Regions from separate parts of the Mus musculus genome. Here all the other regions are linked to region 7. A link is a contact called in public Hi-C and promoter capture Hi-C data. All regions are on one chromosome and are shown on one strand. Each heading gives the region's core, a stretch centred on a gene start, on an enhancer-like site or on the middle of the called end of the contact. The rest is flanking DNA. Distances are from core to core; before and after follow the strand shown.

Region 1 (2,828 bases), core at 287-2,786, 1.9 Mb before region 7:
GAGACAGCTACATCTGGGTCCTTTCAATAAAATCTTGCTAGTGTATGCAATGGTGTCAGCGTTTGGATGCTGATTATGGGGTGGATCCCTGGATATGGCAGTCTCTACATGGTCCATCCTTTCATCTCAGCTCCAAACTTTGTCTCTGTAACTCCTTCCATGGGTGTTTTGTTCCCAAATCTAAGGAGGGGCATAGTGTCCACACTTCAGTCTTCATTCCTTTTGTTCGGTTTTGAGAGAGGGTCTCACTATGTAGACCAGGCCTTGAACTCATAGAGATCTGTCTGCTTTTGTCTCCCCACTGCTGGGATTAAAGGAGTGTGGTGCCACATCTGGCAGCTCTGTGAATCTTATGTGCTTGCTACTACATAATCCCAGCATTTGAGAAATGGAAGCAGGAGGGTTAGGAGTTCTAGGCCAGCTCCAGCTACATGAGAATGAAGCCAGCCCAGGTTACATGAGACCCAGAAGGACCTAGTTGTATATTTGCCTTTTGAGTCGCTGTGAACATTCATTCATTAATTTCATTCACTTCCTCAAGTTCCCCTAGCAACAAGTGACTAGGCTCGGACAGTAAAATGGAAAAAAACAAAAAAGCAAAACCCACAGTCTTGCTCTCTTTGGACTAGCAGTCTAAAAAAAGAATTACAGCTATTAAAGAATAAATTAGGAATTCAGATTTGTCTCCGTTTTCTTTCTTCTTTTCTTAGGAAAGGGTGACCTTGATTTCCTAATTAGTACATTCACATCTGGCTCTGAAGGTTGTATAGAAATAAAAGTGGCCGGGCGTGGTGGCGCACGCCTTTAATCCCAGCACTCGGGAGGCAGAGGCAGGAGGATTTCTGAGTTCGAGGCCAGCCTGGTCTACAAAGTGAGTGCCAGGACAGCCAGGGCTACACAGAGAAACCCTGTCAAAAAACCAAAATACAAACAAACAAAAATAAATAAATAAAAGTGTAGCCGCGCTGAGAATGAGCCCCGTGTGGTTGGTGCGAGCCAGGTCGCACTGCCTGCGTCACTATGTGAGCTGACGGATGACGCCCCGCTGCACGCCGCTCAGCTCGCCCCGGAGGGGTCGCTTCTTGGCGGGCTAACAGTGACTTGCGGGGGAAGTCTACGCGCGTGTGCACGCGGCACTCTCTGCCCGTGGTCCGGGGACTTTCCCCTAGGCGAAAGGATAAGGAACATGTCCCTCGTATGTAGCCTAGGAAACAGGCCTTCAGAGCGAGCTGCCTTAGCTTCTAGGCGCGACTAATTTATGACTCTACAACAGGCTTAATTTTTTGGTTATGGTGAGAAAATTGGTCTCTCTAGGTAGAAAAACAATGAGCCATTGTTTTAGGCATGATACTTTATCCTGAAAGATTCTGGAGACATAATTGTTTAAGAAAGCTATAAATAGATAGGTCATTAATTAATGTAGGAACGCTAGGTGGGCGTGGTTTATGCAAATATTGCTTAAACCCATCCTGAGATGGGCGTGGCCGCCTTAAGGGACTCAGCCCCCCCGATGTAGGCGTGGTCTCCTGCGCGTGCGCACTACGGCCGGAGGCCCAGCGCTGGAACGCGGGGTACCCGGCGTGCGATTCTGGTGGGCCAGGCATGGAGGGCGCTGGCCCCGTGTTGAGTATTCTGGGGCTGCTGCTTGTGTCTGCGCCTTTTGGAGTCCTTGGGGAGCGCCCCAGCGCCGATCTGGGGGCACACCCAGGTACCTGCGAGAGCTGCTGGAGGGAGGCTGGGACTGCCTAGTAGAAACTGACCGATGGCTTTAATCCACAGAACGGGGCTCCCAGGTCAGTCCGGGAACCACCGAACCTCGGCGGCAGCCGCCACCCAAGGATCAGCGCGAGCGAGCCCGGGCCGGATCGCTGTCTTTGGGCGCTCTGTACACCGCGGCCGTCGTGGCTTTTGTGCTGTTCAAGTGTTTGCAGGTGCGGTATGGCGGTGGGTTGTGGGAGCCCTGGGCCTTAATCTCCTGGGGCCGCTACAGTACCAAGAACAACCGCTTCCCGGCTACCTGTAAAATGAAGGCTCGTTCCTTGGTTTTTCCACATTATTGGGGCATTCGAGGATCCAGAGAGATAATGGATGTAGGGGGCTGAGAAATTGTAGAAACCGTTACTTTTACTCCTCTCTCCAGTGACGATCGATTTTCAATCTGGAGCTCATCCACTTAGTGTCTGATGTAAGTGGGGTTTTAACCCAACTAGTGTCAGTATGCAAAAAAAGAAGTTGCTGCTGAGGCTCCAACCTTGGCCCAAGGAGTTAATCGCGGCAGCAACAGAGTGTCTAGTGGACCAGACACCAAGCCGTTTCGTGCTCTCCTTAGGAAGGAAACCCTGAAATGTGAACTGACTGTACATTCTGATTACTTTGAAACTGTTGACATGGAAAGTGGAACCTACCACCCAGTGCTTTATCTTCAACTCTGGTCAATTACTTGCACAGGGGAATAGAGGCTGAACTAATTAGTAACATAAAACTAGATGAGATTAAAGAGCCAGGCAGACTTGACAGGCTAGGATGAAGATTGGAGTTTAAAGATAGATTAATAAATTCTACCCAGGCGTAGTGTTAGACGCCTTTAATCCCAGCATTCAGGGGAGACAGAGGCAGGAACAGCTCTTGTGAGTTCGAGACCAGTATTTCTGTCTTATGCATGGAGAAGAATACATAAGCAGTTGAGAAGAGGAGCGGGACCCGTGGAAGAGAGGTAGGCATGGCGGCTGACAGTTTCACGGTGTTATGATAACCCACTTTCCAATTAAAGGTTCTGAAGGAGGCTTGTGCTTTATCTACCTATCAGAGCACTGGGAGAATTGTATCCT
Region 2 (2,700 bases), core at 201-2,700, 1.3 Mb before region 7:
TAACAGAGTGACACAACTGGTCACCAAAGTTCATAAATGACAAAAGCTTTTGTTCACTAACACTGGTGATAGGCTAGGGCAGAGGTTCTCAACCTGTGGGGGTCTATCAACCATTCACAGGGTTGGCTACCAGATATTTACATTATGATTCCTAACAATAGCAAAATTACAGTTAAGAAGTAGCAGTGAAATTAAGGGTCACAACATTGGGAAGAATCTATTTACTAATTAGATATAGCCCAATATATATAGTAAAGTGTTTGCCTTACAAGCTTAGGAGCTGGGTCTGAGCCCCAGAATCACTTTAGGCAGGGAGGTATGGTTGTGTTAGGAGGGCAAAGGCAGGTGGATCTTTGGGGGGCCCTGCCAACCTAGCTGCCTTGTCTCCACGCTAGTGAAAACTATCAGAAACAAGAGTAAGGATAAAGAACAATACTTTCTCTGCTACGACTGTCCTAACAATGAGCCATATGTCAAACTCCATATGTAAACGTTAACAATATAAATAGTTACTTTATGCCTAAAGGAAAGCTACGGGGAGCGGAGTTCTTGGAAAATGGAAACCTCACCTAGGAAACAGAGGGTGTTTTGAGAAAGGAGAAAAAAACAAAAAGGTTGAGCCTGGCAGCAGAGACCTGTTATACCAGCTGAACATAGCAAGTCCTTGGCTCAAAATTTTAACAAATTATTATTAAAAAAAAAAACCCAACAAATCAGTAAGTTAATTTGTAAGCAAATTAAATGAATAAATGGCTGGAGAGATGGCTTGGCATTTAAGAGCACATACTGCTCTTGGAGCCCATTATTCATATAGGTGGCTCTCAGGGTCTATTGCCCATGTTCTAGCTCCAGGGGTGGGCACACACATATACATGCCCACACACATATACATGCCCACACACATGCACACAATCATTTAAAAATATTTAGAAAGAAGGCAAAGTAAAAGGTATCTATGGAAAGCCAGTCAGGAGACTAGACTAAGGGGATGGCTTTCTGGAAATCTCCTTCTCGTGTAGTAATAAGGTTTTATTTTTATTCATTACATGTGTCTGTGGATTTCAGATTCCTTACAGCTGGAATTACAAACATTTGTGAGCTGTCTTAGTGGGAACTGGGATGCAAACTCCACTCTTCGTGGTAAGAACAGGAAGTGCTGTTTACCACTGAGCGATGCTGAGTAATGTCTACATCACAGCAGGGTTTCTAAGAGGAGAGGCACAGCTGAAGCTAACAAATGATGCTCTTTCTGACAGAGAATGAGCCGGTGTATCAGTATTTCTCAGGACTTCTTAAGATCCACCTGCTTCTTATCCCGGGCAGTAAATGAGTAGAGAAAACTCTCTGGTTCTCCCCTAAAGAATACAGTAGAACGCCTTGTTCTAAAGTAGAGTAAGACTAACACTATAAACAAAATTAAAATACTTCTTACTTTTCAATAAACCCCAGGGATTAGAGTATACGATATGACTAGTTAGAGGGTATAACATGACTAGTTAGAGGGTGTAGCACATGACTAACATGGGCAAAAATCTCAATTCAACTGCCAACAGCTTTGGAAAAAAAAAAAGCAAAATAGGAAAACGCCAAGTACAGTTAGATCTAACTTTTAACTTTATTTTTAAAACAAGGGTTTCAATCTATTGCACTTGTAATTACTAAGTTAAAAGTTAATATTCATTCCTGAAACCTTCAAAAGAATATGGAGAACACGGAAAATGAGAAGTATTTATTAGTGTCTGTCGTTAAATGTATTGTTTAGCAATTTAAAAAATTATTTTATTTATTTTTTAGATACAGGATAGCTCTGGCTGGCCTGAAACTCACTATGTAGACCAGGCTGGCCTTAAACTCAATAGATCTGCCTGTCTCTGCCTCCCAAACTGGGGTTAAAGGTGCATGACATCATATCCAGCCTTAAAGTTTCTTTCTTGTCCTTCCTTTCTTTCCTTCCAGTTTTGTTTCTTTGTTTTGTTTTGTTTTGTTTTTGGGATAAAGCTATATACATACATACATACATACATACATACATACGTGTATATATATATATACATATATATATATATACACATATACACATACACACACACACACACACACACACACACACACACAGCCTTGGCAGTTCCAGAACAATATGTAGAACAGGTTGATCTTGAACTTGCAGAGATCTGCCTCCTTCAGGCGCAGGAGTGCTGGAATTAGAGGCACTTGCTAACCCTGGCTTTAAATTTCTTAAGCATCAGTCACCTAACTATATTGAGCTTCTATGTGCACTCAATGCTGTAATCAAAACCAGTAGTCAGCTGGACAGTGGTGGCGCAAGCCTTTTATCCCAGCATTCGGGAGGCAGAGGCAGGTGGATTTCTGAGTTTGTGGCCAGCCTGGTCTACAGAGTGAGTTCCAGGACAGCCAGGGCTACACAGAGAAACCCTGTCTCAGGAAAAAAAAAAACAAAAAACAAAAAAACAAAAAACAAACAAACAAACAACAATCCAGTAGTCAATGTGCCACACAATTTACAAACAACTATGCCTCCTAAAAGTTATGTTGTGCTAAATACTTACAAATATATTTACAGAAATATGAATATCTAAAGGTAGTGTGATATAGTAAACACAACACAGCTAAAATCAGATGAGGCCCTTGCTCTACAAATAATTGGATGGATGTGTGTACTTTGAACTTTTTAAAGCCTAT
Region 3 (2,964 bases), core at 434-2,933, 1.2 Mb after region 7:
CAACTCCACAGTACATTTTTAAAGTTCGGGATGACTTTGTAATAATCAGGACCTGCCTGCTCATGCGCCATCACTGTAGCCTCCCAGATCACAAACGTTCCCAATGACAGGGGACTCAGGTGGTACTTAGGCTTTCGAGCTGGCGCTGGGCTCTGGCAGCCACACTTATACTTAGTCTCCCTTTATGAGGGGATAATAACACTCATTTGCAGCGAAGCTCCAGGTTGGGGCCACAGGGCAAGGTCCCCTGCCACACTGCTTTGGCCCTGGCAACGCACAGCACCCTATGATGCCCACCCAGCCCTCTGCCTGTACACTTAGATGACGTAGGGCTCACTACCGGCGCTGGCCTGGGGAAAGGGAAGGGTCTCCTCTTTTAGCCTTAAGAAAGTCCTTGGGTGAGGGAGAGGGAGACAGGCGATCAGGAGGTGCTGAGCCTGTTCCTTAGTGGGGACAGATGTCAGGAAATGAGGCAGAAGTGTCCAGAGATGGGCTTAAGCCTTTCTCTCCCTCCACATCCCTCAAGAGATGTCTGGAGGCGAGGGACGTGTAAGGACACATTCCTGTGCTGAGGCACAGGTGGTTATGAACAAGTCCCTGGAGCATTCGCAGAAGAGCAGGCTCTGAGACAGAAGGGCCACATGCTAGCTAAGGGACACTATCAGGATTGCAGCCACAGTGGGACCAGATTCCCCAGTTTCGCTAGTGAGAGTCCCCATCTCGAGAAGAATGCAACATAAGACCTTCATCAAAAGGCATCTTATAGAACTTCCCAGCCCTACACCAGAGGTCTTTAAAGATCCTGGAGTCACTGCACCCCTAGATACATGCTCAGTCCCCCAACCCCCGGAGACACTGTTTTCCTGGCAAGTGGACTGAGGACCGAGTGTGGTAGTACCAACCCTGTCCCACCAGGCTGGTACGCAGAACTGGGCTCCGGCAGCTGGCCAGGGCGCGGACCAGGACGTCCTTCTCCATTGCCCGAATGCAGGTGGGTGTTTGCTCGGCTCGGGTCCAGGCAGGTCTGAGGCTGAGATCTGGCCATTGCCAGCGCGGGGCTCCTCCTCCAGCTCCAGGCGATGAGCCTGGTCTGGGTAGCAGACTGCTCGCCCCACCCGCGCGCCCAGGTCGCCTCGGCAGGGACTCAGGGATGCTTCCTCCTCCACCGTTTCCCGGGACTGGAAGCTGAGGCCCCCGCGGGTAACCCAGCCAGGACAGGAACAATCACGACTCGGGTCCACGGGGCACCTGGGCCACACCGGGGCCTGTCGAGACTGGCTGCCGCGCCCAGGGCGGGCCGCTCACCGCCGCAAGAGGCGCGGGCGGTAAGGACTGGCCCCTAACCTCTGGAGCGCGAACCTGGGGGTCGCTGCTCCTAGTCACCCACTGAGGGAGCGGCCGCACCAGTATCCCGATGGGGAAACTGAGGACTGGAGCGGGGCAGAGCTTTGTGTGAGATCGTGCGGGGGTCTGGAGGATAGGTCTCCGCGACGCCGGGGACAGCATCCCTCCCGCCACAGAGCCGCAGCCCGGGCGCAGCGAGCGTCCCGCCCGGCCCGGTCCCACCCTACCTTGTTGGCTGCCGCGCAGGTGGCGGCGGCGGCGGCTCCGGCTCCCGCTCCGCGCTTCGCGCCGCCCGCCGAGTCCCCGCGCCCAGTGCCGCCGCCTCCCCGCGCAGCCCGGCGGGCGGGACCGGGCCGGGCGGGGTCGGGGCGGGGCGGGACGGAGAGGCCCCGCCTGTGCGCCGCCCGTCGCCCGCAGCTCGGTTCCCGTCCCGCGTGCACACACTCTCGCCTCCGACACGCTCTCGCCGCAGGCTTTGGGTGGGACTCGGGTCCCGAACCTCAGTTTCCCCTTGCTGAGATGGAGACTGTCATCGCGCCTGCCTCCCAGATGGCTCGAAGCTGGATCCCGCAGCGAGCGCCGGGACCGCAGCTCTGCAGGCGGCGGGAGAACTGGAGAGCGGAGGGCGGCTGCGCATCCGGGAGATCCTTCCCACTGCTGCCATTAGGGGGCGCTGCGTCCAAGCCGCTCCCTCTTTCAGCCGGGTGCTCACTGAATATGGAAGATAGGACGTCATATCTTTCATAATAACCACGCCACACCACCTGTCTTGGAAAGTGTTCTTCGTGTCTTGTAGTGATGTGTTTGGTGGGGGGCGGGGGGGAGGAGGGAGACTAGCACTGTACCTGGCACAAAGTAGGTATTGTATATATTGTTAACTAAGAACACAATTTATTACATTTGATCTACCAACGCCTTCAATGTAGTCATAATACTCCCATTTCATAGACAAGAAGTTGAGACTTTAGCTGAGTTCTTGGTAGGCTCTATAACAAATTTAATGTGTGTGTGTGTATGATTTGTGATGGTGGGATTGAACATTAGGACCGTGCATATGCTTGCCAGGCAAGTATTCTACCTTTGAGCTACACTGTGAGACCTCTCCTCTTTTTCTGAAACAAGAGTTCACTAAATTGCTTAGGTTGGCTTTGAACTAGCCATCTTCCTCCCTCAGCCTCTAGGAGCTGGGATTGTAGGACTACACCACCACACTCAGCTCTGGTGAGTCCTTGATCACTTTAGAACAGCAGTCGCTAAAGCCTTCCTCTAGTTCCTGCTGAACCACAGGGCCCTGGGCCGGTTTTCTTCCTAGAGCTGTGGGTTTCCCACGTCTGAATTCCCCCTGCATCCCGCTTGGAGCTGCACTGGCAGAAGCACACAGCGCACAACCGCAGCAGTTGGACCTTTGCCCTCAAGGGTCCATGGTAATCTAAAACATTTTTGTCACTTTTTAACGAGTGTGTGTGTGTGTGTGTGTGTGTGTGTGTGTGTGTGCAAACTTTCAGAAGTTAGTTCTTTCCTTTCATCTTATTTCTGCAATGCTACATATTCCTGGCTGACTGTCCCTGAGCTATCGGGCAATATATCAGATGCCTCCCATCTCCAAGTAGGAGGGCTGCA
Region 4 (2,817 bases), core at 200-2,699, 1.5 Mb before region 7:
AAGGGAAGAGGGTGGGGCAGAAACGATGTAATACAGTCCTCAGTGGTGTTTTGTTTTGTTGACAGGGTTTCTCTGTATAGCCCTGACTGTCCTGGAACTCACTTTGTAGACCAGGCTGGCCTTGAACTCAGAAATTCACCTGCCTCTGCCTCCCAAGTGCTGGGATTAAAGGCATGCACCACCACGCCCGGCTTGTCCTCAGTGTTTTTAATAAAGAAAGTCTGTTGTTTTGAAGAAGCACAAAGTAGTAGGGGCAGAGTGGGAAATACGTTCAGCCAGTTAGCCCCATGGCCTGAGTTCAGATATCTCAATTATTCACTGGGTCAAGCACTGTCTGAGACATTCTAAATACAATATGAGACTGGGTTCCTGTGCGCTTGATCAGGAAATCAGGGCCAGCCTTGGCTTCATTGTAAACTCAAGGTCAGCCTGAGCTGTATGAGATCCTGTCTTCAAAATAAGTAAATAAACACAATACGTTCATTAATCTTATCAAGAAGGCCAGCATGAGGGTTGGGGTGGGGGGGAGGCTCAGAAGTAAAAATGTCCTCACCCACAGACACGGGGCTAGTCGGGAGTAGTGTACAATCTGGACTCGAGGAGGGTGTCAAGACTTTGTTCTTTTCATTACAGTCATAGTTACCATCTGTCGCAGGAGAAAGCTGCTGTTAGTGACCTGAATAGAGGAATCTGGAAATAAGCAATTGGCTTCACTTCTGAACAGCAAGTCTCTAAACTGGACGAGCTATCTGTTCAAGGGCCAGGTAGCCAGGAAAAAGGGGGGGGTGGGGGGTGGGGGGCGTTTCTCCACAATGAATTCGCTTTGATTCCTAGGTCCTCTGGAACATTCTCCGGAGTAGCTGCTCAAAGATTCATCTCCAAATCCTCTCGAACCAATTCTGAATTTCAAGGCTCTCTAAGTCTAGTCATACAGGCTGCCCTGACCCTTTCTCTGAGTGCAATAGGTATTAACAGCGAAGCCAGCCTGTGAATCCGTGCCCTCAGCAGAGCCCTTTGGCTTTGAGGGGAGGCCAGGTAACACGCCTTCTTTAGGTCGAGGCAGCCTTTGGACAGGATAGTAAGAGTGTTCTGGAGGATTCAACTAGGGGTGCACGCCCTACAGTTCAGCTTTGACTTAGCCCTTGCAAATCAGACGGACCTGCAGAGTGATCTCGGCAGGCCAGTCGCCCCTGAGCTGCGGGCTCCCCACCCCCTATGTGCCCCGACACGGGACAGAGGCATTCCACAGGGGTCTCCAGCCTCTGACTTCCCGTTTGAAGACCGCAGCCCGGGAGCCCGAGTCCGAAGGCGACACACAGCTGGCCCATAACAAAGAGCCAGGGTCCAGGGCGCGCTGCCGCCCCCCGGGAGGTTTTGAAAACTCTGAGCGGCCGGGGCGGGGCTTCAGCGAGCCGCAGCCAATCACCAGAGAGCCAAGGCGCCGGGGGCGGGGCCTGGTGCCAGGGGTTGCTACGGCCAGGCTGGGTCCGAGCATCCCGCGGCTTCGGACCCACCCGGCCCGGACATGGCGAGCGTCCGGGCCTCCCCGCGCAGCGCGCTGCTACTTCTGCTGGCCGCGGCGGGGGTCGCGGAGGTGACGGGGGGCCTGGCCCCGGGCAGCGCGGGTGAGTAGCCGCGGGAGCCACGATCGGGGCGGTCCTGAGGAGTGCCTCAGCGCTCCAAGATGGCGCGGAGCCGGGGGCGGGGTGCGCGTGCCCCCAGACCCGCGGGCGGCGGTCAGGAACGCCGGGCTGGAGCCCGACCCGGAGGCCGCTCTCCGCCCTCGTCTTCTTCTCCCTGAAGATCTTGCGAACCCTGGGGTGGTGACTGGGGTTCGAGGCCTTGTTCTGTCACCTCCCAGACAGGGGCCCCTTGCCCTGCCGGACCCTGGTCCCTGGCCAGGGTCCCTGTCAGAAAACAGGGAGGTGCCTGGGCTCCGGATAGCACCGCTGGGCGGAAGGGATACGTAGGTGCAGCTCCCCTGCTGCTGCCCAGTCAGTTGTTGTCACTTGTTAATTTGACTGACTTGGCCTGAGTGGCGGTGAACTTTGATAGGGTCCACAAGGTTGCCTGGCGGGTGCACCGTGGGTCTGAGACCCGGCTGGGGGATGGGGTAAGGTGGGGTGGGGGTTGACTACACATCGATAAATCACCCCGTGGCGGCTTGGCTTCGGGAGAGAGGTGTGTTCTAGGGCTCTGTTAAAGCAGTTGCACCAGAGATGGATGGAAAGCTTGACCGCTTAGGATTGTCCTTCCTGCGCTTGCTCAGCGTTCGGATGTGACACGAACTCGTGCTTCCCGGGACACCTCAGGCTGATAGGTGGTGGAAGACAGGAGCGCTAAGCAGTTTGAATTCAGGCAGACAGGTTCAGAGGAGAGATGCGGGTGGGGCTGCATGTGCACAGAGGAACGTTGACATTCACCTAGAAGATGAGAAAAACCGAGTGTCTACCTATACTAGCCATCGAAAGATGAATGGAATTTTTATAACAAAAGTAACGGAGGAGTGTGTTGCTTACAGGGAGAGGCACTCAGGGGAAAAACATACCCAGTCTCAAGGAAGTTTTCAAGAAAGCCTGAGAAGTTAAAATTAAGGAGTTTTGGTTGATGCTTTATTTATTTATTTATTTATTTATTTTAAAGGAAGGCATTTGAAGAAGATTGTGACAGGAACCTGGGATTAGTTAATTATTTGAATTCTAAATTTAACTATAAACTAGTAAGGAAACCAATAGAAAAGGGACGAAAGAATACTGTGAATTCTTGACTAATCCAGCTTATCTCTCTGTGTTCTAGTTAGTCCAAAGATGTCTAAAG
Region 5 (2,887 bases), core at 333-2,832, 1.2 Mb before region 7:
TGTTGGAATAGGTGTGTCACCGTGGGTGTTGGCTTTAAGACTTGAATCCTAGCTGCCTGAAAGCCAGTGTTCTGCTAGCAGCCTTCAGATGAAGATGTAGAACTCTCAGCTCCTCCTGCACCATGCCTGCCTGGATGCTGCCATGCTCCCACCTTGATGATAATGAACTGAACCTCTGAACCTGTAAGCCAGCTCCAATGAAAATGTTGTCTTGCCTTAGTCATGGTGTCTGTTCACAGCAGTAAAACCCTAACTAAGACCCTAAGTTTGTTTGTTTGTTAATGGATGGAGGGGAGGGCGGGGAGGGGATGTGTTAGAGTTTGAGGATGTTCTAAAATTAGATGGTGAAGATCTAGTTGTACACTGTTTTGAAAATCCTAAAAAGCAGGCCAGCTCGATGACTCTGTGGGTAAAGGACTTACCAGCAAGTCTGACAATCTTAGTTTGGTTCTTGGACCCACGTGATAAAACGAGATAATTTATGCCTGAAAGTTGTCATCTGACCTCCATCATGGTATGTGTACATGTACACACACACATGGAAAAATGATAAGTGTAATTCAAAACAAAGACACTAAACACACACATACATATATTTTAAAGTGTTATGTTTTATGCCACATGAATTACCTCTCAATAAAGTTGTTGCTAAAATTTTAAAACATGTTAAACATTATAGGTACTAATTAATATCAGCTTGCTAACTGTATTATTCAAATTCTCCATCTCATTTTTCCCCCTTCAACTACGTGCATACCCTGAGGTGGTCACTAACTAGTCCCCGCTCTTGTGGAATCCCCTCCTACTGGAGTACACTAGGAACCTGTGACTAACTTCTAGCTAGAAGAACATGGTAAAAATGAGGTGATGTCATTCATTCCTACAACTATGTTAAATTATATAATACTCCTCTGAGCTGTCTAGAGAGGGTCTTCTGGTTAGCAGAGAGGCACACTGTGATCACATGACAGCATTGCTGGCTGGATGAGTGTAAGAGGTCAGTCAGATCCTCAGTCGCAAGCTGAGGGAATGAATTTCGCCAACACCTTGCATGGACATGGAAAAAGCCCATCCTACTTGATCAGGATTCCTAATGAGGACGGAGCAGCGGGTGTGACCTTGTGAGAGACTGAGTGTGACCTGAGAAGACTGTTTAGCCATTGTAGCAACATTGTAAGGAATAATAGAACTTATTATAAAAAGCCTCTGAGGCAATGTATTTAACAGACTATACTGCTGGCCAGCACACTAGCCTGCAGTGGTAACCCTCCTACAGCATCAGTACACTTTTTCCCTGGGCTTTTATCATTTCCTTTTTACTGTTTTAACAGTTTTTGGCTTAAATATTGCGGCTGAGTAAGGGGGCAAGGTACTTGTTTTTCTCCAATCTCAGAATCACAGAAAAGTTCAGGCTCTTTCCCTACCAACAAATAAGCCATGCTGTGGCAGCCCACCGGTACTTCACCTCAGCTCTCTCTGTCTCCCTGGACAGTGCCAGATCCCACGCACGGGCTTAGGGCTCAGCCCCAACCTGGAACCCTTCCTCACACAGCTTGTTATTTGTTTGGCACTTGAAGAGCTCTCTGACTTGTTTTGAAACAGAGTTTATTATGCAGCCCTGGCTGGCACAGACTGCACTCTGTAAAGCAGGCTGGCCTTAGGTTTGCACAACTTCCCACGTCAGATGCTGGCTGGCACGAGCCTCAACTTGAGACCTGTGCTTCTCAATACCAAGCTACACAATGTGTTGCCCACAACCCACTCCCAGGTATGATCACTTTTGCTTGATTGGCTTACAGAACTCAGAGAACATGCTTAGCTTCGAATCATAAAGAATATTTCAAAGAATATGGACAAAGAGATGATAGGCTGAGGCAAGGGACACAGAGCTTCCCTACCCTCTCTGGGTGAACTCTCTACAAAAATGTTCTGTTTGGAAGTACTCCAAGCCTGGCCACTGGATTCTCTCATCGATATCACTGTGTGGGATGACTGAAGCATGGGCAACCATACCCTAACATCATTAGGTCTACGTCTGGTTGCTCAGATCTCTAGTCGTCTTAATTTGCACAGCAGCAATGCTGTAGCCAGTGAAGTATATCTGGAGAACTACTGCTAGTTGAAAACTTTCTCCAAATTCTTAAGGATGCTCTTCCTCGTAGATTTGGAGAATGAAGGCCCTTGCCACTTGTATCAATAAAGTAGGTCAAAACTCTCCTTTATGGCCAGCTCGAAGTCAGAGACAAAATTAGAATTTCCTATGACATGCCTTGGGGAGTTAGTTATGAGCCGCTAACCATTAACACAAAGCACGTACCATAATAGCAAACATGTTTTGGCTCATGGTCCTATATTAACTATACATTATTCCCTTTGACGCTTTAGAACAGATTAATAATTTATGATACTAATTCTACTAAAAGTGTAGCCTCTATTTGGGTAGCAGGAGACACTCTTTAATTCGTGCACTTGAGAGGCTGACTTGAGAATGCTCAGGAACTGACCACCAACCTAGGTCACATGAGACTCTGTCCAATAGAGGGGGGCCCTTCCCTTTCTCTGTGCTCACGCCCACGTTACACCCTCTTTGCTTAGCTTCCTGAGGCACAGGCTCACTAGCACAGGCTGTCTGCCCAGTTCCCAGTCCTCCTGCCTTAGCTTCCCAAGGGCCGGGCTCTGAGGTACTCAAAACTTTTAGAGGGGCTGAAAGCAAAATTGCTTACTTGATAAAGACATCTGGGTGCGCATGCACACACACATACATGTACACACACACTAAAAATAAAAGGTAAACAACATTTAGAGTGTTCTAATTTCAGATTAACTATGTCCAAGAAGGAAATCTGTGAAATATTCTAAAGTCTGAGTCATTTCCAGTCCTAATCAT
Region 6 (2,729 bases), core at 161-2,660, 1.1 Mb before region 7:
AACCTATGTAAGTTTTATAATGACCAAGCTCATGACTAGGTATAATAGGGATGCTATGATGAAAAATACTTCTATTGGCATACTGGGTGTTTATGGCGCATTGAATTTTTCTTTCTTTCTTTTTTCTTTTTCTTTTTTTCCAAAAATCATTTCTGTATTTGTTTGCAGGGAGGGGTAAATGAGGAAGTCAGATTTCTGGGGATTGAATTTAGGTTTTCAGGGCTGGTGGCAAGTATCTTTACCCATGAGCCACATTGCTAGCATCTTGATGGGTAGTTAATTTAGTTCCTAAGGTTTTATAACTTATAGCAACAGATTTTAGTAAGAATTATGAGATGCACAGGGAAAAGTGGCACAATGTTAGAGCTCTTGCTTAGAATAGCCAAGGCCAGGGAGAGCCCTCCCATGAACCAGAAGGGGGAAAAAGATCAGGGGAAAGAGGGGTCAATGGGTAATGGCAATTGGTACCAAGTTGACAGCTTGACTTGATTAGTTAGACCCATTAGGTGGCAAGAGAGAACCAACTCTTGAAAGTTGTCCTCTAACTGCCACAGGTGTGAAGTGACACGTGCCCCCCTTCCCACAAGCACGCACTCGAATAAATGAATGTAATGAAAAATTAAGAACATAAAAAACTTAATTATATGAAAACTTTTTTTTTTTGTTTTGTTTTTGTTTTTCGAGACAGGGTTTCTCTGTGTAGTCCTGGCTGTCCTGGAACTCACTCTGTAGACTAGGCTGGCCTCGAACTCAGAAATCTGCCTGCCTCTGCCTCCAAAGTGCTGGGATTAAAATATGAAAACTTAGCAAGTCAATGTCTTCTGGAAAAAATTTCCTTGTCCCTATGAGATATGCACACTGCAGTTAGTAAAGGCAAACTATTAAAAAAAAAAAAGGAAGTGAAGATGAGAGAGGGTTTTGGGTGGTGTGGGGAGCAAGAAGGGAGAATAAAGTGGATATGATCAACATACATTGTATACGTGTATGAAAGTGTCGAAGAATAATGGTATTTTTAAAAAAATAAAAATATTCTTAAAAAAAAAGAAAGAAGGAGGCAAGGCCTTAAGTCTTCAGTCAGTATCTTTTTTTTTTTTTTAAATTAGGTATTTTCTTCATTTACATTTCCAATGCTATCCCAAAAGTCCCCATACCCTCCCCCCCCCACAACTCCCCTACCCTCCCACTCGCACTTCTTGGCCCTGGCGTTCCCATGTACTGAGGCTTAAGTCAGTATCTTAAAGTCTTCACCATCACCGATCCTGAGCATTTGACATCCTACACATTTAGTATCCCATCAAAAGTTTGAGCCTATCTCGCCCCGCCCCACCATCGCTCCGCCCAGTTTTCTCCCGGCCCCGCCCCACCTCCCTGGGACTGGGCTCCCTTGGGCCCCGCCTCTTCCGGCCCGCGAGGTTTGATTCCTTTGGCGGGCGGAAGCTGCTGGAACTTGAATCCTGCAGAAATTCCCACCGACTTGTTCCGGCTTTGCTAGACTCTGCAGCCGGCTGCTTCACCTTCTGTCCTGTTCGGTCCTGTTCGGTCCTTGCTGGGCCCGCTGCCCTTCAGGTCAGTTCTTCCGTCCTCGGGCCGCACTCTGGGCCTCGTGGGGCGTGGCCGGGAGACGGAGTTTCCCTGGGGTTCCACCCATCAGCACTGTTCTCTGTGAGAACGTCTAGGTTTTTCGACCCTGGCTTTCACAGATGGTGGATGGTAGTTTTTTTTTTTTTTTTTTTTTTTTTTTGTCTCGGGTTCTGAGATGTATCTTGCGTCTTGAACTCACTGGTCTCGAACTCACTTTGTAGCCAAAGTGGTCCTTGAATTCTGGATCCTCCTGCCTTACCTTCCTGAGCGCAGGAGATACAGGCGTGAGCGCTCCCCACTCCCCATTCCCCGCTCAGCGGGTAATTGATAAAGTTTGACAGAGCATTTGACGCCCCGGAGGCTCCCATAATGGGAATTTCCAGTTCTGTTTCAGTGCTTTTGACTGTCTGCAAAAGCGATTCAGAGATGGGCTTTGAGGCACTTACACTTTTCAACTCAGTTTTCTGGGGTATTCCAGTTAAAAGAGAAATGTGTGTAACCCCTTTGTAGAGCCCAAATCCTTCCTCACCTTGCACCTCTAAAGCAAGTGGCCCGAGACTCGTATTGTAAGGACGCCCAGAGGCTATAGCAGTAAATGGAGGAGCCAGGTGGCTCCTGCCAAGAAGGGTGTGGAGGGGAGCAGTTCCCTGCTTCTCATCCCAAGGCAGGAGCTCACACTAAGGTGAGGTAGTGAGTGTTCTAGTCTCACCTTAGGTAGATTTCTGTGGTTAATGGAGGAGGAGGAAGAGAGGGTTTCAGAGGGGTCTGAAACGTTGGCTAGAGAATTTAGTCCCAACTTTTGTTCATGTTTTGGCTTCTGTTTCTTCTTAAACACCTTCGTGGAAACAGTGGCTCTGTCCCTTTTATCTATTATGAACCAACTAGATGGACAGGTTAGTCCCTAAATGCTTTTGGGAATGAATGCCTCTATTGCTGCTCTCAGAAATCTCCGCAAAGGAGCAGAAGGGTGCCGCCACTCAACTGTATTCTAAGGCCAGGTTGTAAGCCATTCTGCACTCTCATCTGAAATGACCAGATCAGTGTCAATGAGCACGAGAGGCAAGTTAATGTGTTTTGTAGTAAGTGATAGCATGGCTCAAATAACACCATACTGGTAGCAAAATACCCTCAGTTTGCCTTTTATGAGG
Region 7 (2,724 bases), core at 3-2,502:
ATGATAATCTTTTGCAACTTACTATAAAATGTATTTACTACGACTGCTCTAGTTTGCTGTAAGGCACCGAACCTAACACAAGGGAGCAAAATCCACTTTGATCCAATAAGGGTCAAACTTCTGTGATGTAAGCACAGTGTAAATTCTAAATACTCAATGTAACTTTCAGCCCACAGGGATATGCAAAAGCCAGATATGACCTTAGTACAAAGGTCTTTGACCAAAAACAGGGCAAAGGGTGACTGTAATTCTTAAAAGACGTGAATTCCCACTAGTCAGCAGGTCTGAGTCAGCATACAAAACCAGGGTCAGGCAGGGTTCAAGTGCTAGTTACAGCAGGATTTTACCACTGCAAATGCAAAGCAACAGCTGTGACAAAAAAACCCATTATCTTAGCTTCTATCTGACAAAGGAGACTAGAGTCAATTCTTGTCAGAAGTGTCATGTCGCCCTAAGAAACGCTAAGGGTGACGACTCTGGTTTCTCATGTGCCCTGGATCCGAGTCTTCAAATCCTTTCAAAGCAAAGGCGCCGGAGATCCATTTTGGTACGGTAACTCCACACACAATTCATTCTGCTCAATAGACAACAGGTAAAAACTGACAACCAGAAGGTGGGCACTAGGACCAGCTGGGCAGCCTGTAGGGGCCAAGACAAAGGTTAAGCTAAAAGTCGTAAACATGGCCGAGGCGCTGCCATCCTCTACCTAAGCTAGCTACAACAATCCGCACAGAAGGGAACAATTGACGCCCGCCCACCCACCCGCCCGCCTTAGACTCTTTCCTGCGTGATGAAACATGGTGCCTCGGAACGAGCATTCTCCAGGCTTCCATCTGCCCACTCGGGGAGGACGGAGAGGCGCTGGGCGGAATGGCCAGCACCACCGGATACCACGGGCCGCCGCGATCCCGCGGGTGGCAGACAAAGGGAACCACGGGCCACCGCGATCCCCCGGGGCCTGCATCTCCCGAGCTGTGGGCGCCTCCCTGCCGGAGCGCGCCGCAGCACCACAGGGCCCTCGGCCGGAGCCGGGCCGCAGCTGCCGGGACCCGGACGCGTGGAGAGCGCAGGACCTGGAGCTCGGCAGCCCGCGACCCTGCTTCAAGCCTCCCTTCTCTCTGGCCCGAAGCTAGGGCAGCACAGCGGCCTCCGCTCCCCACCGCACCCCACCCAGGACTCACCCACGGCCCGGGGCGCAAGCCCGCAGGACGGCTGGCGAGCGAGCCCGCGCCCGCGCAGGCGCAGACTGGTCCGACCCAGGCAGGGGCGGGGCGGGGCGGGGCGGGACGTCGTCGAGCCACGTGACCAGGGCCCTGCCTCGCTCAGGGTCTGGGTAGCGCTATAGCTGCCTTGTACTGCGTCCGGTCCGGTACTGACTCTTGTCGCACCTTTTGCCAGGCTGTGGGGGTGCCGCTAGTCTCCCCGCCCCCCTGACTTAAGCTGAAGTTATACGGTGGCCTCGTTGTTCCACAAAACAGCAAGCGCGTCATTTAGCGTGTAGTCTGTTGAGATCCAGGGCTGTAGATAGCGCGTGCGTGGAGGCGCGAAAGCTTCTGATGAGGCGATCTCAAAGCTTGGTGGAGAGCTCTTTGTCACCGCACTTCACAGGACACCTGAGTTGTACATGAGGTCATACAGCTAGCCTCTTTTTCCTTAGATGCACACACAGTTTGTGGAGTCTTGGAAGGAGAACCCTGCTGTGAGTTAGGAGAGCCGGGTCAGAATTATAGCCGTGACATCCCTTGAGTGACTTTTGGCAAGTTATTCGTCTCTTCCATGAGTGGGTTCCTCCATGTTGTGACATTTGAACAATGGTTCTGATTTGCAGAACCACAGGCGATAAATGTCAGTGGACAGAAAGGACAAAGTCAGCCTTCGTGGGCAGGCTCTTCAGCAGACTCCTGAATGTGCGACCAGCTTGCCTCTTAGGACTGGGATTATCTCACCATTACACACCGTTCCAGGTGGGTGACCCAGCCTGCTTAGTGTTTACAGGTTTCTGAAGCTGTCGGAAACCACGCCTCCTAGGCCACGCCTTCTAGCGTCAGCAAACGGGAGTGTCAATCTTGGTATTTCAAAGCCTCCTTTAAGGAAGTTTGCCTAGAGATCCAGTCAATGAGTTCCTAAGAGGAAAAAAAATTACAAAACATTTCTTTTTTAAAAGAAAATAGATTTATTCTACTGTTAGCACATGTGTATAAGTACCCAGAGAGGCCAGAATAGGGCTTCAGATTTCTTGATCCTGGAATTATTAAAGGCTGTGAACTGTCCCATGTGGGTGCCAGACTCAAGAAGAGTATATGTTCTTTTCTTTTTCTTTTTCTTTTTCTTTTTCTTTTTTTTTCCAGAGCTGAGGACCGAACCCAGGGCCTTGTGCTTGCTAGGCAAGCGCTCTACCACTGAGCTAAGTCCCCAGCCCCTTTTTTTGTTTGTTTGTTTGTTTGGTTTGGTTATTTTCGAGACAGAGTTTCTCTGTATAGCCCTGGCTGTCCTGGAACTCACTCTGTAGACCAGGCTGGCCTCGAACTCAGAAATCCACCTGCCTCTGCCTCCCGAGTGCTGAGATTAAAGGTGTGCGCCACCAACGGCCCGGCACAGTGTATGTTCTTAACTGAGTGACCAAGCAACCTCTCCAGCACCCAACCCTCAAGTCTTAAAATAAGTTCCTGATTTTGGGTTGGGCCACACTGCTAGTGTCCTCTGCCACACGTACAGTCATGGCTC

Evidence for each region. Promoter capture Hi-C pulls out the DNA fragments that hold promoters and counts their contacts. Hi-C and Micro-C count contacts between places; a contact is called where the count stands out from the background.
Region 1: a contact with region 7 is called in a promoter capture Hi-C map of liver, with 5 times the contacts expected there. The contact joins the promoter of Ccdc107 here to the promoter of Slc25a51 in region 7.
Region 2: a Hi-C map of CD8 T cells shows a contact between it and region 7, with 2.9 times the contacts expected there. The contact joins the enhancer-like site here to the promoter of Slc25a51 in region 7. A contact is called at or near these places in 4 of 39 promoter capture datasets (the C10 cell line, liver and pre-B cells), 6 of 484 Hi-C or Micro-C datasets (CD4 T cells, CD8 T cells, centrocytes and 3 more) and 4 of 115 datasets of contacts at active chromatin or transcription factors (the 230-238 cell line, large pre-B cells, pro-B cells and 1 more).
Region 3: a contact with region 7 is called in a promoter capture Hi-C map of pre-B cells, with 5 times the contacts expected there. The contact joins the promoter of Coro2a here to the promoter of Slc25a51 in region 7. A contact is called at or near these places in 2 of 39 promoter capture datasets (hippocampal neurons and pre-B cells).
Region 4: a promoter capture Hi-C map of pre-B cells shows a contact between it and region 7, with 4 times the contacts expected there. The contact joins the promoter of Reck here to the promoter of Slc25a51 in region 7. A contact is called at or near these places in 2 of 39 promoter capture datasets (liver and pre-B cells).
Region 5: a promoter capture Hi-C map of liver shows a contact between it and region 7, with 2.8 times the contacts expected there. The contact joins the enhancer-like site here to the promoter of Slc25a51 in region 7. A contact is called at or near these places in 4 of 39 promoter capture datasets (the C10 cell line, liver and pre-B cells), 3 of 484 Hi-C or Micro-C datasets (CD4 T cells, centrocytes and muscle stem cells) and 1 of 115 datasets of contacts at active chromatin or transcription factors (large pre-B cells).
Region 6: a contact with region 7 is called in a Hi-C map of B cells, with 9 read pairs. The contact joins the promoter of Melk here to the promoter of Slc25a51 in region 7. A contact is called at or near these places in 1 of 39 promoter capture datasets (pre-B cells), 1 of 484 Hi-C or Micro-C datasets (B cells) and 2 of 115 datasets of contacts at active chromatin or transcription factors (large pre-B cells and microglia).

Annotation. Positions count from the first base shown.
Region 1 is chr4:43,491,829-43,494,656 of GRCm38.p6, forward strand. Ccdc107 (coiled-coil domain containing 107) reads left to right here and starts at 1,537. Exons shown (of 6, transcript NM_001037913.2): 1 at 1,537-1,708; 2 at 1,780-1,931. The coding sequence starts at 1,603. It also overlaps Rmrp.
Region 2 is chr4:44,155,496-44,158,195 of GRCm38.p6, forward strand. All of the region lies in intron 2 of Rnf38 (ring finger protein 38), which reads right to left. Among named protein-coding and RNA genes, the nearest start is that of Mir5106, 64 kb to the right of the region's middle. Within about 2 kb of position 1,451, at least 50 of the 459 cell types and tissues checked have an H3K27ac peak or open chromatin away from gene starts, as enhancers often do. A contact at or near this core is called in CD8 T cells and muscle stem cells, where this site is marked.
Region 3 is chr4:46,600,246-46,603,209 of GRCm38.p6, forward strand. It overlaps Coro2a (coronin, actin binding protein 2A), which reads right to left and starts at 1,684. Exons shown (of 12, transcript NM_001164804.1): 1 at 1,572-1,684.
Region 4 is chr4:43,874,081-43,876,897 of GRCm38.p6, forward strand. Reck (reversion-inducing-cysteine-rich protein with kazal motifs) reads left to right here and starts at 1,450. Exons shown (of 21, transcript NM_016678.2): 1 at 1,450-1,625. The coding sequence starts at 1,526.
Region 5 is chr4:44,178,334-44,181,220 of GRCm38.p6, forward strand. All of the region lies in intron 2 of Rnf38 (ring finger protein 38), which reads right to left. Among named protein-coding and RNA genes, the nearest start is that of Mir5106, 41 kb to the right of the region's middle. Within about 2 kb of position 1,583, at least 21 of the 459 cell types and tissues checked have an H3K27ac peak or open chromatin away from gene starts, as enhancers often do. A contact at or near this core is called in liver and muscle stem cells, where this site is marked.
Region 6 is chr4:44,299,507-44,302,235 of GRCm38.p6, forward strand. It overlaps Melk (maternal embryonic leucine zipper kinase), which reads left to right and starts at 1,411. Exons shown (of 18, transcript NM_010790.2): 1 at 1,411-1,566.
Region 7 is chr4:45,407,514-45,410,237 of GRCm38.p6, forward strand. It overlaps Slc25a51 (solute carrier family 25, member 51), which reads right to left and starts at 1,253. Exons shown (of 3, transcript NM_001009949.3): 1 at 1,182-1,253. Gm46852 (a long non-coding RNA gene) reads left to right here and starts at 1,877. Exons shown (of 3, transcript XR_001784277.2): 1 at 1,877-1,964.